4 separate regions of the Mus musculus genome follow, and regions 1, 3 and 4 are each linked to region 2. A link is a contact called in public HiChIP or PLAC-seq, capture Hi-C and promoter capture Hi-C data. All regions are on one chromosome and are shown on one strand. Each heading gives the region's core, a stretch centred on a gene start, on an enhancer-like site or on the middle of the called end of the contact. The rest is flanking DNA. Distances are from core to core; before and after follow the strand shown. Region 1 holds the start of Gja1 (gap junction protein, alpha 1). Region 2 holds the start of 4930467K11Rik (RIKEN cDNA 4930467K11 gene). Region 3 overlaps Gm36595 (predicted gene, 36595). Region 4 holds the start of Msl3l2 (MSL3 like 2).

Region 1 (3,279 bases), core at 505-3,004, 1.1 Mb after region 2:
TTCTCGAAGGGTCTTCTTTGCCCCTCCTTCTTCCGCCCCGCCTCATTCTTGGGGAATTTCAAGAGTTTCCAGGAGTGTTACAAGTGCATTTACCAGCACCGGGACTCCCTAGGTGTTTAGGGGACCTTCCCAGGGGCTCCACTCAGCCACCCGACGAGTTTAGGCAGAGAAACCGTGAAAAGGCGACTGGGAGGGCGCGGGGGACTTCAGACTGACAACTTTAATAAAGTCGCCCACTTGCTTTCTGACCGTCGGGCCGCGAGCCTGGCCTCCCCTCCCCCCCTCCGCAGCCAGCCGTCTGGACCGCGAAGCTGGGAGGCTGCGGGAAGCGCGAACGGAGCCCGTGATGATGCTAAGACTGGGCAGGAGGGGCCCGTGCCATCCTCTGCCCTAAAGCTTTCACTTCACAACGACTCGGCCTGGTCTGGTACAGAAAAAAAAGCCCTTCAATACAGACCCACCCTGATACTTCGGTGTGGATTTAGGCCGGTCAAAGTGCTTTACAGAATGTGTTACCAATTAAAAATAAAAGCTTTAAGACGGACCCCCTTCAAGCTGCACGTTAGCATCATTTTTGCTTAGTGCTTTGCACCCTCTGATGGCTCCAATTCAAAACTGTCCTAACAGCTCTGAAGTCACTACAAGTCCGGGCACGCAGGAGGAGTTGGGGGTGGAGAGGGGGCAGCTCTTTCTAAAAGCGCAGCTCTAAAAATCCCTTTTCCCCATTCCTTCTAGGAGCTCGCGTTCTAGCAGTTGATTTTGGAAAAGCAACCTGGCACACACTGTTTCTAAACGCCCGTTCTTCCTCTAACTCTCCGTAAGTCACCACCACCCATTCAAGATTTCTCGCGCCCGGAGTTGCCAGCGTGGAGTATTAAAAAAAAATGCTGGCTGTGCAGGCTAAGAGGTTCATCCCGTAGCATCGCACAGGCTTGCACAAAGTACCCACTGTTGGTCTAAAAACTCTAACCGCAGCACCCTGGTCTACGTATTTAGTGGCTTAGTCCTGAAAAGTCTAAGAGAGAACCACGTGGAAGTCAACTGCTGCCGCAGCGTCTCAACAAAGCACTCTGTTACAAAAGGAGTCTGCAGTTTCAAGGCAGTAGAACAGGCGACCGGATTTTCATAAGAAAAAAAAGAAGCGTGTAGTGTCCAGCACTATAGGAAGCAGGCTAAGCAAAGTTGACTGAGGTGCCCCCCCATCACCCCCACCCCCGCAACACCTTCTCCATTGGCGACTACAGAAAAGTGAAGTTAGGCTCCATAACAAAGAACTAAGTTTAGTAACTTGGTCCTTCCTTCACTCTAGTTGGAAAAAGTTTGAGCCTTTTACCTGTTGCACTCTCAGCGGAACTTTTTAAACAAACCCAAATCAAACTCAGCACGTGGAAATGACAAAGGCACTTTGAAGATCGTCGTTCTACTTACAGTATCCTAAGTCAAAGACGCAACGCATTTACAAAGCATAGAAGAGTTTCCCTTACAGAAAGAGACGCTACTAGGTAAAGTGGGTTTTTCTTTTTTTCAAAACTTACTCTTTCACTTAATGAAAGTGAAGCCGGCACGCCAAAGTGGTGGAACTCCTTGGAGGCTGAAGTCAAAGGAAAAGGAGAGTTCGGGCTCTCAGACCTGTCTGTTTAAAGTTTCAAAGTCTGCTGCTGTTGGGTACTTCCCTCACGCCTTTCCCCCAATGAAAGAAAAGTGCTGATACCTCGTAAAAGCGTTTTTTAACTTGGAGCACAGAGCTTTTAAAAGTTTCAAGCCACTGACTCAACTGGAAGGAGGGGCTAGGAGAAAGGGGAGGGAGGAAGAAAAGGCGGGGAGGAGGTGGAGTGGAGGCTGGCGAGCGTGGAGCTGAGCAGGCAGAAGAAGCAACCTGGTCAAGATAAAGTTGTAGTTTCAATGTGCTGACGAGAAGGGGAAAAAAAGTAAGAAATAGCTCTAGATGTACGTCAGCTACTGCGGGGCTGTGACTCCTCACAGATTAAAAAAAAAAACTGTTGGATGGGTCATTCCTTCAGGAGATGACCACGGGCAGTGAGAAGATGTCCCTTTTAGGTCACATTTCCTAAATAATAATGATAATAATAATAATATTACAATAAATAAAAATGGGGGGGGAGACAAGGTGAACTCGTGCAGACTTGTTCTGGGTTGCCCAAGGTGTGTGAAGCTTGAGGTGGGTGTGAGTGATCTTTCTTATGACCTAATTCTCTTCCTCTTAAACCCGGACAATTAACAAAGGAAAGAGGCGGTGGGCATGGGAAAGGCATTTCACAACCAGACCCGTGGAGTGGGATGTCTACTCTTCAGTTTCTCTGCTGCTTTAGGTAGTTTTCCTTATTCTTTTAATTAACAACAAGAAGATACATGTTCTATACTATGAATAAAAATAATATATCATGTATGTAACTCTTGTCTGAAACGTTGATAGGACCTCAACCCAATCTCCAAGGAAGTGAAGATCCATATCTTAGTCTTTTTTATGCCTACAATTTAACATTTAAATCGGCAGGGAGATGCCAGAATTGTCCCCCTCCTCCTCTTCCTTCTAACCGCTGCAGACCAGAGTTGCCAGACACAGCCTGTCTCAAAACTTCTTTCTCTCTTCCAATCCTGTCCCTCGGAAGCACTTTCAGGGAAGAGATGTGGGCCTGGTGACTGCCTGCCCACAGCTTCATGCCTCTCTCATCATACCTGATGGGGTTTATGAAAGCCTGAGTCATATGACCTCATTCCTAGGGTGGGCAGCTCCTTTGAGGGTTCCCAGATGCCCCCCACGAGGGCTTGTGATAGGGCGATAAACAGGCTTCAGCGGCGCTCCTGGAGTTAGGCCTTTGTATAGGCATCACCTGATGGAGCTGAACGTCTCACACTAATGTAAATAGCAGAACAAAGGATGGCGAAGACTTCCTGGGAAACATTTTCCTGCCGAAGCACCCTCTCACTAGGATGACTAAGGGAGTGCCATTTAAAACCTCACAGTTTAAGACCCCAGCATGTTCTCTTACTTTTGAGGTTCCTTTGTCTTTAACTTAAAGAAGGGAAGTAATGTTACAGATGCAGAAACTATAATCGGACTTTCAAGGCTTTATGTCCAGCAATGAATGTGATAATGTGACATTAGATTTTTTTAAAAAAAGATTTATTTATTTTATGTATATAAATACACTGTAACTCTTCAGACACACCAGAAGAGGGCTTTAGATCTCATTACAGATGGCTGTGAGCCAACATGTGGTTGCTGGGAATTGAACTCAGGACTTCTGGAAGAGCAGT
Region 2 (3,675 bases), core at 951-3,450:
GTCATTTACAAAAGTTTTGGGCCACATTCATATCTATCTCAGAACACCTGTTTCTCCATTCCAATCAAACCCATTACATTGTAAATGTAATAGTTTCAGTGACACAAACATTAAAGCACCAACTGTATCTCTAGAACCAATACCCCACTGAGTTTAATTACACGTTGACTGTCCTATTGGTGTATTAGAAATGGGCAATTAAAAATATAAACTGAGACTTAATACGGTAATTAAAAGCCATTAAGTAGCTTGTTTCATTTACAATTAAGAATTCACACGTATGCACTAGTTTAAATTCTCCACAGTCCTTACCGATCAAAAAAGGCAAGAAAGTTATTAAAATGTTTTGGCTAATTGAAGTTATCAGGTCACTTATACAATACTGTTTAATTAGAACCAATTGCCAATACATTTGTGTAGAACTTATAGACAATACAAATAAATGGCCTTTTGCAAATTCACGTTCAATGACCTCAGCTTGGTTGGGGGAAAGAAATTATTTCAGTCCAGTTTCTAATGTTAAAAGACAGCTGAGGAGCGGTCTGCACTGATCCGGTCTCGTCAACCTTTAATCCTTCTGCCTGATGAAAAGCATGAGCCGTCTGTTTATTTTAAGTTCATGCTGGTTAGCTGCCTTTCTTTATTTTCACTTCTTTGTACCAATGTATCAAATTAATCAATTGCTTAGTCTACACAACCAGCAGGGGTTGGGGGTGGGGCACCTATGTGACAATACACACGAAAATTAAATCCTAGAAAGAAATTTTTAAAACTTGGCACTAATACTCAGCAAAAATTCAGTGACATAGTTGTCCAAATATCAGGTATATTCTATTGCTGTTACCTCCTAAAAGCAGGCAAGGGTGAAAACTAGTTTTAACAACAGAAAAGGGCACAAATGAAACGGAGGAGATAACATTTATTTGACATATAGCTAGGTATTTCCCACTTACTCATCTCAAAAACTGTGAACATGAAAATACCCTGAATAAGTCATCAACTCCAGTAAGAGGAGCCGATCCCCTTCATGAAGAGATTTGAACAATCCAAGCATTGCGAGTCTAGCAAAGGAAAGGCACAAGTGATGTAAAGAATCACTCTGCAAAGAATCTTTGTGTGGAACTGGGGGGAGGGGGTCTTGGGTCACCTAGGCAACGCATCAATCTAACACATAACTTAGACCAGGCAAGATACCGGGCTTGATTAAGGTCATCTTTATTTATAAGGAGGATCTGGATCAAACTGATCAAGGCAACCACAAACCACTATGCCGGCAACTATTCTGTGAAATTTAACGACTCGGTTTTTAACTCCAAGCCGCTAAGTTACTAAGCATAGTCTACAGGCACTTTTACTTGAATTATTTTAAAGAAACGACCCAGTCTCAAAACAATAACTGGGAAATTTCTATGTTAAAACTACATAAATAAAATACATAAATAAAATTTAAAAGCTCAAGGCAAGAGCAGTCGGAGTCTGCACATTTTCCCATTATCATCATAAAAGATCCCAGACGCCAGGGCAAGCAATCCCCGCGGAGGTGATTTCTTTAGATAAGACCTGTGCTCGCTCACTAGCCCGCTCGCCCGCTCTCCCGGGGCTCCGCGACCTCCGCGCCCCGCGGCGAGCAGACGACTGAGGATGAGTGTGCAGAACGCGCCGCCGGGGCCGGTTCCGAGCTCCCCGGGCCGGCGGGACCGTTACCAGGGCGCCCCTCCCCCACGGCGCGCGGCCGGAGGAGAACGGAGCCTGCGGGGCCCGGCTCGCCGCGCACACAAAGCCGGGGGTCCGCGCGAGGTGGGGAGGCCGCGCGCCGCCGCAGGCCGCGGGAGAAGCCGAGCCCAGCCCAGCCCAGCCCAACCCAGCCCAGCCGAGCCGAGCCGAAACGAGCCGAGCCGAGCCGAGCCGGTTCGACAAGGGGGACCCGAGGCCACCGCGTCCCCGACCCTACCTGACTCCAGGTGATGAACTCGTTGGTGTGGGTTTCCTCCACAAGCGTCCACAGCTTGCTGAGGAAAGCCGGCACGTTGGAACTCTGCTTCATTGTTAGCCCGGTGCAGGGATTCCAAATTCTACTACCGAACGCGGAGGTCGCAGCGGCGGCGGCGGCGGCGGCGGCGGCAGCAGCGGCGGTGGCAGCAGCTGCTGCTCCGGGGAACGCACACCACGCAGGCGCGGCGGATCTCGGGCTCCGCCCCCTCGGCGCCGCGGGGCGCGCGGTGAAGGCGGAGAGACCCCGCGGCCGCACGTGATGGACAAGGCTTCGCGCTCCACCCCTGCGCTCTACTCCCGCGCCCGGTCTCAGCGAGTCCAATCCAAGGCTTCGGATGCACTACAGAGCAAAGCGATTGGCTGCTGCCGCGAGGAGGGGTGGGCCCAAGAGTGGTTCAGCCTTCTCTGTTACCTTTTAGGCAGGGTACTCTCTTAGGGAATGATATTGGGTCCAGGGAAACCTTGTTTAGTGGATTCGCATGGAAAGGGTTTGGGTGCACCGGCTGTGGCTGGCAGAGTGCAGAGAAGCCCAAGGGCAGTTGACTCATAAGTTTGACCGGCGAAGAGTAATTTGCTCCAATCTAAAGGAAGGAATACATCACATGGGGCAGTGAGCTGCTTGTGAGCAGATGTGCTAGGCCCCTGGTTGAAACTATCTTAAAGACAATGAGCTTTTCTATACATTTTTCATGGGGAGAAAAATAGCTCATTTAAGGACAGTTTTATCAAAACCTGAAGCATGAATAATAGTTCCCTATTTGTGAAGTACTTGCTATTGTGTGTGTGTGTGTGTGTGTGTGTGTGTGTGTGTGTGTGTACTATTAGGAGCCAGCATCTGTTAAGAGCATCTTATATGCTTTTCTCAACTCAGCAAGCATCAGGTGCCTGTCATAAGCCCAGTTCAAAAGCAACGAGTCTAGTTTTAGAGTATCTGAGTCAAAATGATTGTTCTGCATGTACCTCACAGGGGTTTCCTCAGGCAAAATGTGATTCGGAACAGCTTCTTGAGCGAAATTTCCCATTTCTTCATTGACAATAAGACTTTCTACCCGTGAAGAGTAGCTATAATAACGTGGATCTCTGAAAAAAAGATTTTTTAAAAAACTTTTTTTGTTGTTGTTTTGTTTTGTTTGTTACTTAATAGCTGATCATAGTGTCTGGAATCTGTAAGTCAAGCACTCTGGAGGCTGAGGTAGAACTGTGGAGCAGTGGAGGTCAACCTGGGTTAAATAGTGAGCTCCAGGTATCCTGGGCTAATGGCAAGAAATATAGATAGATAGATAGATAGATAGATAGATAGATAGATAGATAGACAGACAGACAACTTTTTCAGTAAGCATATACTGAACACAGTCATACAGCACTGTTTGGATATATGATGGGGATATATGATGGGGTAACTGTGATTTTAAAAAAAAAGACTAATATTTGATGAGGTCTTATGTGACAAGGGCTTTGCATGTCTTATCCTATTTAATCCTCACAGCAACCCAAAGAGGAAGCTTCAAAGGGTCTGATTCAGGTTGGTACAAATTCTATTCAACCAGTTACACAAAGCTAATCAGAACCAACTCTGTAGCCAGATTCCCAGAGTGGGTTAGCTAGAAGTTTCCAAGCACATTCCAATGCGATGATGGGTTGCTTTACCTCAGTTTGGGAATATTTTCAGTCCCAGAGCCTCAC
Region 3 (3,173 bases), core at 268-2,767, 1.0 Mb after region 2:
AGTGCCTATTCTAACGGTGTAGAAGCTCAGGGACCAAGGCAGTGGTAGTGCATACCTTTAATCCAAGCACTTGTCAGATAGAAGCAGGCAAATCTCTGAATTCTAAACCAGCCTAGTCTACAGAGACAGTTACAGGATAGCCAGGGCTACATAGAAAAACTTTGTCTGGAGAAAGAGAGAAAGAGAGAAAGAAAGAGAGAGAGAGAGAGCGCGCTTACTAAGTTATATAGTCTTTTGGTGTGTAGTATATTTTATTTATTTACAATTTTTTACATGATACAGTATATTTAAAGAAAAAAATTAAAAAGCAAGCCAACAAAGGTTTGTTTTCTTTTTCTTTTCTTTTATATCAGCCCAGGAATTCTAAATCTCTCTACATGCAGAGCATATCTTTATTCTAGTATAGGGCTTTGCTTCCAAACAGAATTCACTGACAAAGTTTCTGGTGTATAAGTAACTGTAGTTCCTTAATTATCTTGGTGAACTTTTGTAGCTTCCTGTTGGGAACTCCAGATGTGTTCCCAGAAGTGGACTCAGAGGGCTTTGTGCCGGGGGGTGGAGTGTGGGTGGGGGGTGGTAGAGCTGGTCTAGAACCAAACCCATGGCTTCATACATTAGGTCAGAGCTCTACCACAAAACTACATCCCCAGGCCTAGTATACATGACTCATTTTCTTTAGGCAGGAAGAATTAGGGTGGGTAAGGAAGGCAGAGGCTGGAGACCCCGCACCTGACTGCCCAGGACTACTTGCTAAAACCTACACAGAACCGCTGCTCAAGTCTCCCTACTCCACAGTGACGTCACTTTCATCAAGGGCCACCACACACACACACACACACACACACACACACTGAATCACGATGTGGGCAGGGCCAACGCTGAGACTCTCCTTTTGGTACATTAAAAGCTCTCAATTGTTTCTTGATCATATTTACACACTGCTCCATCCCACCTACTCTCTTTATTCTTCTCAAATCTCCTCCCCCCCCTCCATTTCCCTCCCCTTCTCTCTCTTCCCTCTTAAGATGGGTATTGTAGTACATGAAATCCAGGAGGTGAGTTGAGTCCAGCCTGGGCTACACAGTATCAGTCTCAAACAAAACAAAGCAAAACAACCCCCCCCCCCCAAAGGACTGAGGTATAGCTCCATTTGTTGAATGTTTGTGAGACAAGCAAAGGCCCTGGCTTTGAGCCCCAATACACTGTAAATCTAGGAGTATTTACTCAGGCCTGTAATTCCTGGGAGGTAGAGGCAGAGGGTCAGAAATTCAAGGTTAATCTCAGCTACATACAGAGTTTCAAGGCAACCGGGCTATAGGACAACACTTCTAAAAAGCCCAGCGAATAAAGCCTGTGAGACGGCTTTTCCGGCCTCCGCCCTTCCACTTTTTTTTTTTTTTTTTTTTTTTAAAGATATGGTTGTTTTTAAACTGTTCCGGGTCCCAGCTCTGTCACCACCTCCTGTCCTTTGTATATCCTTCATTCTCAGTTCTCAAAAAGTCTGTCTTATTTCTGCTAAACAAGATCAGCATGAAAGTTTAAAAGACAAACGTCTGGGCACACAGCCTCAGCCTGGAACCACATGGCCAGCGAGCCCTTCCGCCCCTAGCCATAACTTTATCAGCTAAGTTAAAAATATGGTGAGGATTGTATTTACATAAAAAGTCCAGAGTTTGTCTGAAATGTCAACAAAGCGAGCATCAGTTAGAATGACATCCTGTCCTGCACCTTCATCTGTTAGATAAACTGACTCTTCAGCTTGTCCAAACCAGGGGATTTAAATAGAGTCCATAGCGGAAACACATCGAACTTAGAACAAGTTTTCACTCAGCTACATTTTTATTTTTTAAACTTTGAAGAAAACCACGTGCCTCCCTTGCCTTCTCCTCTGCCCTAAAATCCCCACCACCAGACTCAGTCCTGCCCAAAGCTGATAGCACAGCTCTGAGGGGTGGCAGAGATAGCAAACCTGGAACTGCCTCCAACAGCACAGGTCAACATTCAGCTACAGCTTGAATAGTCTCCAGGGCACACCCTTAAAGTCACACAGAAGGCTCCATCATTCCGGATTGTCAGCTCCTAAAGGAGAATCAGGTGGAACACTCCAATCAAACACAAAAGATGAGGAACATTTTTCAGAAGCTTCATGATGTACCAAAGTAAAAGCCAACGTGTTAAATTAATGCTTCCACCTATTGTTAAAGTATGTCTTAAGGTCTTTGTTTTAAATGCCAGTTTGTGTGTTGATTTGTAAGTAATTGTAAGTATCAAGGATTTGGTTAACAGTAACAATCATTTTATTGTTAATGTTCTATAGCACCCTTTATTTTTTGTTCACTTTATTCTAAATTTTTGTTTGTTGGTCATTTGGTTGGTTGGATTTTCAAAAACAGGACATCTCTGTGTGACCCTGGCCCTGCCAGAACTCATGCTGTAGAGCAGGCTGGCCTCCAACCCAGAGATTAGCCTGCCTCTGCCTCTTAAGTGCTGGAGTTAAAGGTATGTGGCACCACTGCCTGGTTTATTTTGATTTCTTGAGACAGGATCTCGCTATATAGCATCCACTAGCCTAAACTTCACTATGTTGGGCCAAGCTGGTCTTACATTCACAGGGATTCCCCTGCCTCTGCTTTACAAGTGCTGGGGTTAAAGGCACATTCTAATATGCATGGAGTATCTTTTTTCAGTTTGTACAGCTATTGATAATTTACACATTAAATATCTCTACACAAGTATGCCCTCAAAATGGCCGGTCTTTGTGAATAGCTATTATCTCTCTCAGAGGCAAGCTTGGCTGTGCCCTCTACTACTATTATTCCTAGCTACTCCAGAAGCTGAAGTGAGAGTGCCAAGCATCTGAGGGCCACTTTGGCAATATATACAGACTCTGTCACAATAGAAAAAAAAATATACTGTGACATAATTTTATCCACATATATCCTATGAGGTGAACTATCCTGCTCTGTAAATAAGGCAATGTTTTCCTTCTTACTTCTTGGTGTTAGAACATTGAAATTTTAAACTAGCTTCAGGTCTTCCAAGATAGGAAATTTCTTAATAAAGTGCATCGTCCACATACCCTCAAAACTTACCCTCAAGGTTTTAAGCTCAGCAAGATGTCACACGCCTGTAAGTGCAGCACTTGGAACATGGAGGTTTGAGGATCCCGACTT
Region 4 (3,224 bases), core at 121-2,620, 1.4 Mb after region 2:
TGAAGCCTCTACCTCAGCCTGGCAGCTGTGGACTTCCACAGTTTGGCAAGCTCACTTTTGAGAAATACTGAGGTAAGGATTCTCAAAACTATAGAGTGATTTCTTTTCCCTCCCATATTTATTTTTTCTAGAATTCCTAAAATCACTTCTTTGCTTAGTTTTTTCAAATGGGGTCTGGAAATAATTTGTATCAAGAGTATTGTCACAAAGATATAGTATCTTTAATAGTAATGTCTAATATTTACAGTAATTCTTGTCAGGCATCACCAAGTACTTTAGCTTTAGTCTTGTAAGCCTGAGAGAACTAAAATCCTCCAATGAAACACTGTCTCACCTACAGTTTAAGTAAGTAGTTTATCAAAAAGTCTTTAACTGTTGTCCCATAGCTGGTGAATTCCAGTTTTTCCCAAGTTCACTTGTAATCTCTTCCTATATGTAAACATGTAGTCTAAATCACAAAATCAGTAAGTACCTTAGATGAGAAAGGAAGTACAGATGGCAAAAAAATCTAATGATTATTATAGAGTTTATACTTTACAGAGACAAGCATGCCTGGTACAATTATCTATCATTATTATTACTACTACTACTATTATTGGTTAAGATTTGTTTGTTTATTTATTTCATTCACACCAGAAGAGAGAATCAAATTATATTACAGATGGTTGTGAGCCACCATGTGGTTGCTGGGAACTGAACTCCGGACCTCTGGAAGAGCAGCCAGTGCTCTTAACCACTGAGCCATCTCTCCAGCCCAGCTGGAAAATTCTCCCGTCTACTGTGAAGTTTGAACTGGTATCTTTAACTTCCCTACATTATATCTACTTTTGTTTCCTATTCAGTCTCAGCTGCTTATAGGCTTCTGTGTCTAAGGCTGTATTTTGTGGGGTTTGAGCCCCCCACTATGCTGCATTAATCTTGTGTTGGTTTTGGGTGCTAGATGGGTGTTCTCAGGACTTGCTAAGGGGGTTCTCTAGACCCTAGCTTACTCTTGGTGGCATAGTTCCCTATAGCCAACAATTCCCTTATTGTTCAGTGCTATGAGATGTGGAAATGTGGCAAAATACCTCTAACATATGCCTCTAGAATACCTCTCCAGACACTTTGTCCCATGAGACGTATTTAGAGAACCACAGTCTATGTCTGCTTAGCCCAGAGAGGGCATTGACAACTAATTATGGGATGGAAATCCAGAATCCAGTGCTGGTCAGTGGGGTCAGGGAAGCTCAAAAGCAGCTGCATCTCTGAAAAGCTTACCTCATCAAGGTGGGGATTCAGGAAAACTGCAACCGAACTGCTCGCTGTGGGAATCCTAGCCAACCGTGCAATCCTTTCTCACCCCGCAGTTTTCGACTGCTTTTGAAGCCCAGGAGGAGAGGGGGTGGGGACCTTGAGAATCTTGCTAGTTTCAGTTTTCACCGGATTTGTCTGGTTTACTTCCCGACTCTCTAGCGCCCCCTCCCTCCAGGAGAAGATGTTTCAACTTGGAGGAAATGGCTACAGCCCAACGGGTGGCACTGCCTCCAGAGACTAGGGCCCTCCCACATCAAACATCAATCAAGAGAATGCTTGACAGGCTTGTCCTTTGGCTAATCCGCTGAAGACATTTTCACAATTAGGGGTTTCCTCCTCCAAAATGGCTATAGTTGATACTGAGTTGACGCTAGCCAACACAGCAGCAGGAAGGACAGTGGTCTTCGTAGGCCCTGCTTCCAGCCTTTAAGACCCGAGCCCCCCCACCCCCACCCACCCACCCACACACTTTTTCCCACAGCTCCAGGCTTCTAGGCGATCTGCAGTTCCTGACAGGCAGACTTACTGCGATGCTCTCTCAGATGATGCGTCTACATCCCAAGACGTATTTGAGCTATAAACACTTCCCAGAACTATAACACGAGTATCCTGCATCTACTGAGTGCAAACCTGTTTCATTTAAATCCTTCGTGGTGATCTATTTTTACGTTGCTTCATCCCGTTTAAAGGCTGGTAATACCGAGTTTACAGAGTACTTCATATGTATCCTCTCTGCTGTCTGCTCCCTCGCTTCTTGAAGACAGCGGGGGCAAGAGAGAACCTGTCAGAAATAGAAGTGAATCTTCAATTATTCGGGCACGTTACACTCAGCTATCAAAGAAAGTGGCACTTTTGTAAAATAAGGTTAAACTGACCCAAAGAACACAGTAAATTTTATGAACATATGAATTATATGTGCAGCGTAATCTCTAGTTTATGTGAAATTTTCTCTAGCTACAGAAGAAAAAAATGACTAAGTCTGGCTTATAGATGGTATTATGTGCTACACCTGCAGTTACTGATCTTTTGACCATGGATATCTAAAAGAGGGGATTTTAAAGTACACTGTCTACTTATTTGCTTTGTCTGGAAAGATAAGCATTTAGGTATTGATTTTTATAGCTTTATGGGCCTTGACTGATGAGTAGAAATAACGGCCAGGGGCTCAGGAAACAATCATCAGGAGATTTATTTTAGAAGATGGTTGAACAGAGCACTTCTCACTCTACTAGGAATCAGTGTATAATCAATGAGCACACAGGGGGATCTGATTAAATGAAATGGGTCACAGAACAGAACAAAAACCGTCATGAATCCAGAAAGGAACTGGTAGGGATACAGAAGGGTTGATAGAGAAGAGAGGGAGATAAGAAGGAATATTGGAGAGCTAGCTAGTAATTGCTTTATATCATATGCCCATACGATATTGTCATATAACAAAGTAAATGAAAAATATAAGGAGAAGACCAATAGAAAAGAGTAAATAAAGAGTTCTCTAAGAATAACCCTAGTTTTCTTGATGTCCTCACCTTATTTATTGGTGAGTTTTATGAAGCTGTTTGAAGTGTACCATGTGCTTTGCTGTATTTTACCTCCATACCTTCATATTTCTTCCTCTTCCCTCTCCTTCTAGTTGCCTTCCTTCATTCAGATTGTCTCATTGTCACATGCACACACAGGAAAGGGGGAGGGGGAAGGGGAATCTAAATAGAATCTAGGAACCACATGTAAGAAAACATTTTATACATTGTTTTTTTTTGGGTCTAGCTCATTTTGCTTAACATGATCTCTAGTTGATTCCATCTTCTTTCAAATGATGTAAATTCTTTGTTATGATGGCTGATTAAACCTCCACATTGTGTACTCATGCCACATGTTTGTCTCCTTGTGCATTTGTTTGCATGTGCCTATGCTGGCCTCATGACTTGAAT

The links. Promoter capture Hi-C pulls out the DNA fragments that hold promoters and counts their contacts. HiChIP or PLAC-seq counts read pairs in DNA pulled down with a chosen protein or histone mark. Capture Hi-C pulls out chosen DNA fragments and counts their contacts.
Region 1: a capture Hi-C map of embryonic stem cells shows a contact between it and region 2, with 12 times the contacts expected there. The contact joins the promoter of Gja1 here to the promoter of 4930467K11Rik in region 2. A contact is called at or near these places in 14 of 39 promoter capture datasets (the 3T3-L1 cell line, 3T3-L1-derived adipocytes, cranial neural crest and 7 more), 15 of 484 Hi-C or Micro-C datasets (cardiomyocytes, cerebral cortex, embryonic fibroblasts and 5 more), 26 of 115 datasets of contacts at active chromatin or transcription factors (the NIH/3T3 cell line, the SCID.adh cell line, astrocytes and 11 more) and 4 of 9 other capture datasets (adipose tissue, embryonic stem cells, liver and 1 more).
Region 3: a contact with region 2 is called in a promoter capture Hi-C map of liver, with 3 times the contacts expected there. The contact joins the enhancer-like site here to the promoter of 4930467K11Rik in region 2. A contact is called at or near these places in 4 of 39 promoter capture datasets (the 3T3-L1 cell line, embryonic stem cells, hippocampal neurons and 1 more) and 5 of 115 datasets of contacts at active chromatin or transcription factors (embryonic stem cells, extraembryonic endoderm stem cells and stem cell-derived neural progenitor cells).
Region 4: a contact with region 2 is called in an H3K27ac HiChIP or PLAC-seq map of embryonic stem cells, with 8 times the contacts expected there. The contact joins the promoter of Msl3l2 here to the promoter of 4930467K11Rik in region 2. A contact is called at or near these places in 8 of 39 promoter capture datasets (cranial neural crest, embryonic stem cells, hippocampal neurons and 4 more), 3 of 484 Hi-C or Micro-C datasets (muscle stem cells and uterus), 12 of 115 datasets of contacts at active chromatin or transcription factors (astrocytes, cardiomyocytes, embryonic forebrain and 5 more) and 3 of 9 other capture datasets (adipose tissue, liver and pancreatic islet).

The regions. Positions count from the first base shown.
Region 1 is chr10:56,375,775-56,379,053 of GRCm38.p6, reverse strand. It overlaps Gja1 (gap junction protein, alpha 1), which reads right to left and starts at 1,754. Exons shown (of 2, transcript NM_010288.3): 1 at 1,536-1,754.
Region 2 is chr10:57,484,878-57,488,552 of GRCm38.p6, reverse strand. It overlaps 4930467K11Rik (RIKEN cDNA 4930467K11 gene), which reads left to right and starts at 2,200. Exons shown (of 4, transcript NR_045353.1): 1 at 2,200-2,370; 2 at 3,479-3,514. Hsf2 (heat shock factor 2) reads right to left here and starts at 2,168. Exons shown (of 12, transcript NM_008297.3): 1 at 1,952-2,168. The coding sequence starts at 2,044.
Region 3 is chr10:56,438,570-56,441,742 of GRCm38.p6, reverse strand. It overlaps Gm36595 (predicted gene, 36595), which reads right to left. Exons shown (of 5, transcript NR_152769.1): 2 at 3,093-3,173; 3 at 1,970-2,079. Among named protein-coding and RNA genes, the nearest start is that of Gm36595, 8.2 kb to the right of the region's middle. Within about 2 kb of position 1,517, at least 8 of the 459 cell types and tissues checked have an H3K27ac peak or open chromatin away from gene starts, as enhancers often do. A contact at or near this core is called in extraembryonic endoderm stem cells and liver, where this site is marked.
Region 4 is chr10:56,105,063-56,108,286 of GRCm38.p6, reverse strand. Msl3l2 (MSL3 like 2) reads right to left here and starts at 1,370. Exons shown (of 2, transcript NM_001163833.1): 1 at 1,258-1,370. All of the region lies in intron 22 of Tbc1d32 (TBC1 domain family, member 32), which reads left to right.